2 separate regions of the Neogale vison genome follow, and region 1 is linked to region 2. Evidence: chromatin contacts called from public Hi-C data. All regions are on one chromosome and are shown on one strand. Each heading gives the region's core, a stretch centred on a gene start, on an enhancer-like site or on the middle of the called end of the contact. The rest is flanking DNA. Distances are from core to core; before and after follow the strand shown.

Region 1 (5,079 bases), core at 2,166-4,665, 78 kb after region 2:
TTCCTCAATATTGCTTGCAATGTTAAGTTTTTAATTTTTTTAACACTAATCCAGAGCTCAAGGTTTTAAAATAAACTTTACCAGCGGAGTTAAGACTAAGGCCTTTAAGAGGCAAAACTACACCACTCCCTAGCACTCTAATTTTTAAGTCTTTTCCAACTACATGCAAATAGATTTGGTTTTTATTTCTGTCTATGGAGAGTGCCATTTTCTTAGTTAGAAGAACTGGAAGAATTATACTTCTGGGAAAACTCGAGCTCATTAACACGTGTGTTTATCTCCGTGAAGAATAATCCACTAGAGAGATGACTAGTTCTTATTCCTGTATTTCTACAACAATTGATAGACTTCCTTCTCCTGTTCATCACTCCAGAGAAAGCTTCCAGGCATTAGTACACTCGCAGGTTCCACACCAGACCTACTGAGTTATAGAATCTGCATTTTGAAGAACCATACGTGATTTGTAAACACTGAGAAACATTAACCTATCTTCACGTGTGATCTGAAGAGTGAATGCATTATGTACCTATCAAAGCAGATATGGATATTCCTGGAGTTCATCTAGTGAATGGCAGTTTAAAAAAATCCAAAATTCTTATCTGAATAAATGTATGAAGCCACAGGTTTAAATCGGAACACAAACTTCTAGCTTTCATTCATTCTTTTATTTCAAGTTCTATTTAGAAAAAAAAGTCTTCGGGTGCCTGGGTGGCTCAGTGGGTTAAGCCGCTGCGTTCGGCTCAGGTCATGATCTCAGGGTCCTGGGATCGAGTCCCGCATCGGGCTCTCTGCTCAGCAGGGAGCCTGCTTCCTCCTCTCTGCCTGCCTCTCTGCCTACTTGTAATCTCTGTCAAATAAATAAATAAAATCTTTAAAAAAAAAAAAGAAGTCTTCATTAATTTTTATTTATTTATTTATTTTTTAAAATTTCAGAAGTCAGGGTATGCCCTACCTGTATTAAAAGCAGCCTTTATTTATTTCAGTAGAATTAACAGATACCTTAATTCTGACAGAACAGAACGTACTATAGCATCTCTGATCAAAAGAAAAACCATCAGGACAAATTACTTCACAGAAATTAAGACCTTTACTAAAGGCCTACTCTGATCATTGTACCTAAATCTAGAACTTTCTATGTATTTTTAATAGGGCCACAGTGAAGTTCCTCAGTGTAACACAAACTGATCTACTTGCAATTTGATACAATAATGATGACTTTGACAAGCACAAAACTTTCTACTTCTTCGTATCTCTTACTTATCACCTGGGCCCCAAATCTTAAAGCGATCCTTGGCTCTTTCAATGCACACGTACTTGTAACACTTACATGTAAACCCAAGAGCTATCTGAACAATCTTGTTCTGCTTCCACACAAACTCATTCTTTAACTTACAGAGACTTCATTTTAAATCTCCAAGTCTTATAATTATGAAGTTACCTTATGACAACTTCCAACTTAATTTTACTTAACAATGACTAGCGACTGAAAAAACTAAATGAAAACCCCCAAAGCACCAATAATGTAAACAGTAATTACAGAAGCTTATCACTGGCAAAGGACCATGAAAAGTGTCGATACAAACTGTATGCAACATATGAAAATCTATTTAGTTCCCGGTTCAAGTATCAGACTGATTAGGTAAAAAATTTACCATTCATTTAAAAATATTTTTTAAAAATTTACTGCACAATTCAGAACCTTGATTACATATACATAATGTATACCTTGTTTCACTTAAAAAGTAAATTCAACTAGTATGTTCAAAATCAGATAAAAAATCAAAATAGAACGAGTGCATCAAACTTGAGTGAACACTAGTTTTATCCAAGGTGAACTCCTCTCCCCACACCCATACAGGCTGGAGGTTTCAGTTGGCAAGGATTCTCAACTCCTCTGTTTAAGATGTCACCTTGCCTTCTGGACACACCCATCGCTGTAACCACTTGGCAGACGGAAACAAAAAGTAGGTACTGCAAATTACCGCCGTCATTAGGGTAAAAAAAACAGGAATTCCGGTCTCAAGTGACAGGAAAATGCTTTTTAAGATTCCCTGCTCCTTCTGCCCCCGGTATACTCTTCTATCACCACAGTACTTGACAGCCATTACTATTTAAGAGAATTGAACTGCACGTTACCATCGTCTGGCGTTTTCTGGACGGAAATACGACTCATTTTCAAGGGAATTGGAGCAGGGGCAATGCTGTGATTATAGTTCTTAAACATTAGGAGTGCACGTGAGTACTTAAGAATAGGATATAGACACTGGCCTTTTCAACTGTTACGGCAGGATAAAAGCGACTTTCACAATAGAATGTCAGTCACCCCAAAGCTTGCTTTTGGCAGGGGACTAGAAAAAGCATTTCAGACCCAAGCTGGAGCGGACGACTTTCTCTAGTCAGATGCGCACTTTGAGCGTGCGCCAGACTCGGGTATAAAGCTCGTTTCCTTCAATGACAAAGCCACATTTTTTCTCATGTCCAGGCTGGGTAGTGGAAGGCCCCAGGGCCCCAAATGGAGTGGGAAAGATCAGGGTCCATCGAGCTTCCTTCTCGCCACCGGAGGGGGATGGGAAACTGCCGTAGCCGCCCTCCCCCACCCATCCCCAACTCGCAGGCCCCGCACACTGCCGCGGGCAGCCGAGACCTCCGCAGCCCTGCAGGTGCCAGCACAGCAGCTGGGGCGCGAGGCAAGCCGAGCGGGCGGCGGCCCCGCCCCGCCCCCCGGCCGCTCCCCGCGCCTCGCGGGCTCGGCCCACACAGCGCGCCGCGCCCGCTCGCGCGCCCCCCGCCCCCGGCACGCGGGGGATGCGGGCTAACGGCGCGCTGGCGCTAGCCCGGGGCCTCGCGCTCCCTTCCCGCCCCCTCGGCGCATGGCGGCCGAAAGCGCACAAAGGCGCTTCCTGGCGCCAGCACAAACCGTCCGTTGGGCTTTTGAATCAGGCCCCGGCACCGACCTTTCGAGATGCCCGACCAGCAGCTTTTGCCCTCCCGCTCTCCCCCGCCCTTCACTTTCTTGTCTCCACCATGTGCTGGGCTGCCCCCCCTCACCCCGATTCATCACCCTCACCCAGCCAAGCCCCTGAGGAGCTTCAGCTCCTCGAAGGCAATGATCCCGGCCCCCGTAACGCTAGGGGACTCCTCTCCGAGAATGGGGATAGGAGAGCACCTGCGACGCAACCGCCGCAGTGCCCCGGTCTCTTTCGCGCCATCCCTCTGACGAAGACCACTCCTGAGGGATGTAGGGGAGCAGCGTCCCCTTTCTTTAACAAATCTGCTTCAGCCTCGTACCCCCTCCGGCCAAGCGCCGGCGGCTTAGCGACACACTCACCATGCTGCAAGCGCTACCGGTCTCCAAGAAGCGACCACACAACCACACAGCTCGCTCGACCCACTCGGACTAATTCTCCTCCTCCGCCCCCAGCGCCTCATAAACACCTCCCTCCGCCAGATCCTTCCGCCGCATGCCAGATAACGGAACATCGCAAACGAGTTCCGGCAAACCCCTTCCTCTCTAACTCTTCTCGGGACTCCTTTATCCACTGTTATTTACTCGACGAAGCAAGAGATAAAGGAAAGCGGCCGAACGAATGACGTAAGTGGGTTTCACTCCCCAGCGAGCCAGTTTAAAGGCCGAGGGAGTCGCGCCTGAGGGGCGCTACTTTGCGGCGCGGAGGAGCATCATAGTGGCGACTCGATCGCCGATGGTCGTTGAACAGGCCTCTGATTGGCTGGTTCGTACCTGCAATGCGTCACTCGGGCTCGCAGCAGCCGCTGCCGCCGGGACGCGGTGCGGCTTCTGCCGTTGCTGCTCTGGCCGCGCTGTCCTGGCAACTGCGCCAGGCGGCAGAGTCGCTTCCCTTGCGTTTGGCCGCAGAATCTTCCTCCTCCATCCCTCCTTCCTTCCCGCACTCCTACACACACTTTCCCGCCCCTTGTGCAGGGGTAGGCGAGAACACCTTGGGCAAGTAAAGATTGACGCTGAAAGACCGCAGGAAACCTGTATCCCGCGCTCAGCCTCTCGGCCTTGTGGAGGCCACATATTTTTCATTTTACTCCCTCACAAAACCAATAAAGATCTAGGTAAGGATAAATGCAGGTGCTTAGCTGAGAGACAAATCCGAAAGCGTCTTCTGTTCATACTTGCCATTCTCCTTTCTTACCTGGGGTACTTTCCCAGAAAAGTCACTCAGAAACCACAGTATCCGAGATTCAGTGGGATTAGTCACTCCCGTTAGCGTTTTGATAGTGTGAGAAAACAGGGTCCTGGTTTGGAGCTATGGACAAGTGTTGGTTGGTGCACTTTCTTAGGTGTGTGACCTTGGATGAGTCATTTCATCGTTAGCCTCATTTATAAAATGGAGGTAATAATACTTCTCTGAAAAGGTTATTGTAACGATGCGAATAACATAAAGAGTTAATGTAAAATGTTGAAGTATCTGGCACATGGTAAGGGCCCAGCAAGTGGTCACTGTAATATGCCTACCCCTCAGAACAAATTTGCCCTTGTGGGTCTCTTAACCTCTCAGATTTAAGAGGATATTTAAAAAAACATGTTGAGGAGTTAGCTCCTTGGAACTAGAACCTTCGCTGCACTGTTGGTGGGAATGTAAAATGATGTGGAAAACAGTATGGCCGTTCCTTTAAAAATTAAAAGAGAATTACCGTATGATCCAATAATTCCACTTCTAGGTCTGTGCCCAGAAGAACTGAAAGCAAGATCTTGGAGAAATATTGGTATGCCCGCCTTCAAGGCAACATGATTCGCTATAGCTAAAACTTGGAAGCAACCCAAATGTCTATCAGTAAATAAATGGTTGAGCAAAATGTGGCCTATACGTGCATTGGAATATTATTCAGACTCAAAAAGGAAATGCTGCAACATGGATGAACCTTGACATTATGTGGTAAGTGAAATAAGCTAGTCACAAACAGATACTATATGATTCCATTTATATAAGGTACTTAGAGTAGTCAAAATCAGAGACAGACAGTAGTTTGCCAGGGCCTGGGGCAGGGGGAATGGGGAGTTACTGTTTAGTGAGTATGGAGTTTCAGTTCTACAAATGAAAAGAGTATGAG
Region 2 (5,333 bases), core at 1,143-3,642:
GGCCAGGCTGCTTCAGCCTGTTTCCTGACTGGAAGGAGGAAAGGTGTCCTGAGCAGCTGCAGAGTAAAACCCAGTACCTGGCCCTCTGAAGGTTCCCTGGTGCCAGCTGAGGCCAGTAAGCACACAGAACGGCAGGGTTTCTGGTTCCTGGGGCCTGATGCCGTGGGGTCTTGGACACCCCACTTGCTCTAGGCGTCTCCCTCCTTGTTGGCTTCCTGAACTATGGCAAGTAGCTAGGAGGGCGCAGGCAGCCGGGAGGAACGGGAAGGCCCAGAAGTCTTGTGCTGTGTGGTGCTGTCTGTGCAGGAACCCTGAGTCCTACACACACACACACACGTGTGCACACATGCTCACAGCTCCTCTCCATAGAATCTGCGTCTGCCCCACCAGCTCTGATAGACAGGGAACATTGCTCTATTTGGCAGGAAAGCTCAGTAGGAACGTCTTGTTGGCCATCTGGTCTCCTAGTGCTGTTGTTTTATTCTGAGTTCTCTCTCTCATCCCTCCCAAGTCTTGCCTGAGGACTGCATTCCCTGGTGGGAAAGTAGAGTGGAGTGGAACAGGAGGGAGAAGGGATTTCTGGAGGCTCGCTGTGTGGGGCATGTCCCCCAGCGGTGGCCTCACCAGGGTTCAGGCCCCTGCCTACCCACGTCATTCTTGGGCTGGTGCAGCCCCCAGCCCAGGCTCAGAGACCTTCAAGAAGGTGAAGGCAGGCTCCCTTGGCTCTGGTTCAAGACTTTGGGAAAGCCTTGGGCTTAAGTGTGGGCTCCTGAAGTCCTCAGCATCCCTGATGAGGATGTGGAAGGGAAGCCACCCATCATAGACTCTGATCAGAATGATCGTTAAGCACTTTTGATGTAGGAAAACATTAGGGTTTGAAGCCAGCGGCCAGAAAGAATTCTTGAGATGTCTTTGGTGCAAAAAGGTGATTTTATGAAAGCACGGGGACAGGACCCGTGGGCAGAAAGAGCTGCACTGGGGTCATGAGGAATGGCCCATTATATACTTACAAGTTGAAAGGAGGTTAGGGATAGTGTAAGTCTCTAAGGAATTTTGGAAGCAAGGTTTCCAGGACCTTGAGCTATTGTTGGGGAAAGGTCATTTTTTTACCATCTAATGATGGATATCAGTGGGCCTTATGCTTGGGGGATGATTGCCAACACATATCTTAGGTTTAGAGATAAAGGAAGTTTCCAGAGGAATTTTTATATGTTAAAGTAGGCTTACAGTATCCTGGAGGGGAGGGGTCTGACTAGGATTGCCTTTTGCCCTTAGCAAAGTGACAACATTGAGGCAGCTGAGTCCCTAGAGGAAGTTCACTCTGTTTCAAGGACTTGTCAATGGGCTGTAGGTGGTAAGGAAATTCAATAAATTTTCTTCTGCCTTTGTTTCCCACATCATTTTTGGCTTAATTTAGCTCCAAAATCAATGGTCTGAAAGACTCCCTGATGGGAGGGTACAGCAGGCTCCAGCCTTCCCCTTGTCCAGTGGGTTAGGAGCCCCCTCCCCTCAGCTTCACCTCCCATCCAGAGAAGGGAGCTTCTGCAATGGTGCCCCCCTCACTCTTTCTCACAGGGTGTTCAGCTGGAGCACCCACAGTCCGGGCTCCTGACGGAGGCCTGAGGGCCCACCTATGCCCTAGAGTGGGCAGAGCCTCCAGAGGCCCAGAGCCTGAAACCAGCCCAAAATGTGGGAGGGGAAAAGGCAGAGCCCCCTGGGAGGTGATGTGCTTTCTCCTCAAGCTAGTGTTCACCTTTGAGTCTGTCCATGGCTCTCTGAAGACATACAACCCCACCACCACCACCAAGAGGCCCACTGGTGTTCAACATCTCACCTGGGGGTGTGGGGGTAGGCAGGAGCCTGAAGGGAGGAATGGGTTCTGCCACACGATCACGGCTGCCTCTGCTACCCCCACCTAGTTGGGCTCTAAGTGAGTCTGTTGGCCTCTTCGGATGAAAGCCTAGGGGAGCTTGTCAACCAGATGTTGGGTGGGGTCTAGAAGAATTTGTGCCCCTTTTCCCAAAAGGGAGGTGGGACCAGCCTGGGGCCTTGGAGCTGCCCCAGCTCCAGGAGGGATGTGGTGCTCTGTGGGCTCTGTTCTCAGCCCGGAGAGACACCTCATTCGAGTCTGGTTGGACGGGTTGAGGCTGACACCTGGGAGAACCTGGCATCCGGAGAGGGCCTGAGCGCCTCAGCTCCGGCTGGAATGTGGGCCTCCTCCGCAGGGTGTGTCAGCCTCAGGGTGGGTGAGGGGAGCAACCTCAGAGGTGGCCCCACCCCAGGCTCCTCCCTGCAGCCCAGGGTCCCCAAGTGGAGGGCTCCTGGGACCAGGAGGCTCCAGCAATGATTCCCTGCTTCCCAGCTGGAAAGGCTGTTACAGAATCCCAGGAATGTGCCTTGAGCTCAGAAAGAAAATTCCCAAAATAACTTCTATAAATACTTGAGGGAAGGGACTGGGAGGGAGCTCTCAGCCTGGCCTGCAGCTGGCCTAGTGCTGGGGGCTGCTTCCCAGGGTATGGCCCCCCCATCCCCAACCCAGAAGAATAAAAAGACACATACAGCCGAGACCTTCCTGCTACCCCTCCCCTCTTGGCCAACAATGTCAGGCACTGAATTAATGAGGTGAGATGGTGTGTAGTAGCAATACTGAGAAAGGAAGGAGCGACCTGTCTTCTCCTTCATCCCCATCCCAGGCTACAGTCTTTGTACCACCAACCCCCCCCCAAGAGAACCTTATCTTCCAACAGGGAGGGCCCCTCGGGCTGCCTGTCCCTGTGGCCCTAAGCAGGTCAGCAAACACGCACACCTCTAAGTGCCTCTGGTATACCTGGCTCAGAACCCAGGACCCTCCCACCTGCACTCTATTGAGCTGCTGTCTTGTGGGGAATAGCCAAGCAGGCAGGAGCCACGGACCCTCCCCGTCTCAGCCCAAGATGGCTTGCACAAGAGAGCCCACCAGTAATGAATCACAACTTCAAGGCGATGGCGTGGCCAGGAGGTGCTATCCTGGGAGGCTTGCTGGAGGAGGAGGGTCCTGGGTAGTTGAGATGAGGCCAGATGTTCCCTCCTCCCTGAGCTCCAGGAAGGGAGGGTAGGAGGAATGAATGAAGTTGGGAATTTCCGGGGCCTTTCCCCATAGCCCTGCCCTCCCTGAATGTCTGTAACCTTGGTCCCCTCTCAAAGGTGTGTTGCTCAACAGCCATGAGCAACTCGCACGTTGCTTTCCGACTGCTGCGGCCGCCTGGCTGTGGCGTCTCCTAGGTGAGGGTCAGAGGCTGAGTCACCTACTGGCAGGTCTGGTTTCTCTTGGCTCAGGGTGCCCCCTGGCCAGAGTGGGGAAGAGTCATCGGGGACGTTTGGGTGGAACGGTGTTCCCGCCATCTCCCTGGAGACCTGTTCTCTGGGTGGCTAGGGTGGGGGTGCAGGGCAGGGGGTGGTGATGGCAGGCCCTTGGCACAGCGCCAGGCTGGGGGCAGAGCAGGTGAGACCTCACGTCGTCCTGAGGCTGGCCCCGCCCAGTTGTCAGGCAGCAAACAGCTCCGAGTTGCTACCAAACACGAACAGGAACAGGCGGGTGTCTCAGGCAGGTGGCAGCAGATCCTGTTACAGGCCCTGGGCTTCGGGGCCCCAGCCTGACCCCAGCCCGGTGTCTCCTTTCAGGCTCTGAGGTCAGCACCCCAGGGTATGGGGGATGTGATCCAACCCCACCTCAGTCCCGAGTCTTCGTCCACAGGGAGCCTTGCCCTCTAGAGAAATCATCTTCTACTCCTCACTCTGACAGGACTCTCTGCTCATCCTGGGGACGCTTCCCGTTGCTGTCAGCACACTGTGGGCCCTGCTTACATGATTGCAGATTCATCCTTGCAGACTCTTAACAATTCCCTACCAGGAAGTACCATTCTGTCCTCTGGTTCACAGATGAGGAAACCACAGCTCAGAGAAAACAGGCCAGTGGCCCATGGTCGCTGCACTTGTCAGTGGCAGAGCTGGGATTCCAGCCCAGCCTAGCTAGGTCTTCTGGCTGTGGAGTCCTGGCTCTTTTCTCTACAAGAAACATGCAGAGAAGCCTGCTGCAGACCTTGAGTAAAACCAGCAGAGCAAGACACACACACACACACACACACACCCGTTTAGCCTGCGGCCACATCTGGCCCCTTACCAAACACCCACACACTGCTAGAGATCAGGGGTTTTTGAACTCCTTTTTAGCGGTAGAGCCCTCTTTTCAAACAAAATCTCCCGTGGAAGCTTGATCTAGAAAACTGAGTGTGTAAACCCCACAGTGGCCCCGCCCCCACACCGTGAGGCCCCGCTGGCCTTCGCATCTGTCCTCTCTTGCTCCTTCATGGGCAGGACTCCCAGGGCGCAAACCTTCCATTTTTGGTGCTTAATTTTGGTGTCTGGCGGCCCGTCGTCTCGCCCGCCTTCCCTCCTCCCTGTGGGCCCTGTTCCATCGGTTGCTGCTCAGGGTCCAGCTCCCAGGCCATGCCGGCAGCACAGCTTGGCCCAGGGCCCTGCTGGCCAGACTGGGCGCTGCCCTCCACTCCCGGGCGGCCCTGAGTCAGCACGGCTCCTGGCCGGCCCCGCCCTGCCTTAGCTCCCCTGCCCTCCACCCCATCCATGGGGCTCCCTGGGGACAGCTTCTTCCTGTCCTGAAGAGGCGAGATGAAGACCGCTCCCCCTTCCTTCCCTGTCCCCACCCCCCAGGACCACGGCCAGCACCTTGGGAGAGGGAGAGGCTTTGCCTAGGGCTGCCTGAGTGCCATCTTTTACTCTTGCCTCGCTGGTTCTGTTCCAAGCCTCAGAGGACTTTAGGAAATCGGGCATGTGCATCTTTCCCGGTGGGTCTCCATAGCAACAGAGGGCCTAACTCTGAGGAGTGTGGTGAGGAGGAAAATGTTCCAGCTAAAAATGTACATGGCCATCAGTGGGCGGGCGCCCGAGGGGGGGCTCCAGGAACATAGAAGGCAGCTCCTCTCCCCCAGCCCAGCCCCCGCCTGTCCAGGAAGTCAGTGTTAGGTTTTACCTCACATCTTTGAATGAGTGGAGCCTCCCCCCAACACCCCCGTGCTGCCATCCCATGCTGCATTTAAGGGCTAGGACACAGATCAGTGGGATGGAGCAAAGCAGCCCTTCTGGGACTGGAGGCCAAAGGGGGGTCCTGGTCCCCCACCCCTTACTCACTACCCTATGCTCCCACCTCCCTGCACCCTTCCCCAGTATGAGTGAAAGAGGACATAGAAGGGACACCATCCCAGTTTCACTTCCCAAACTTCTGTGACAATTCCTGTCACTTCCTCTCTCTGCCAGCAGGGTTGTTAAAGACAAACAGC

Evidence for each region. Hi-C and Micro-C count contacts between places; a contact is called where the count stands out from the background.
Region 1: a Hi-C map of fibroblasts shows a contact between it and region 2, with 5 times the contacts expected there. The contact joins the promoter of CALM2 here to the enhancer-like site in region 2. A contact is called at or near these places in 2 of 3 Hi-C or Micro-C datasets (fibroblasts and muscle).

The regions. Positions count from the first base shown.
Region 1 is chr8:56,596,051-56,601,129 of ASM_NN_V1, forward strand. It overlaps CALM2 (calmodulin-2), which reads right to left and starts at 3,416. Exons shown (of 6, transcript XM_044263655.1): 1 at 3,329-3,416. The coding sequence starts at 3,331.
Region 2 is chr8:56,518,644-56,523,976 of ASM_NN_V1, forward strand. The region is part of intron 18 of TTC7A (tetratricopeptide repeat protein 7A); the gene reads left to right. Among named protein-coding and RNA genes, the nearest start is that of STPG4, 57 kb to the right of the region's middle. Within about 2 kb of position 2,393, the one cell type or tissue checked has open chromatin away from gene starts, as enhancers often do. A contact at or near this core is called in fibroblasts, where this site is marked.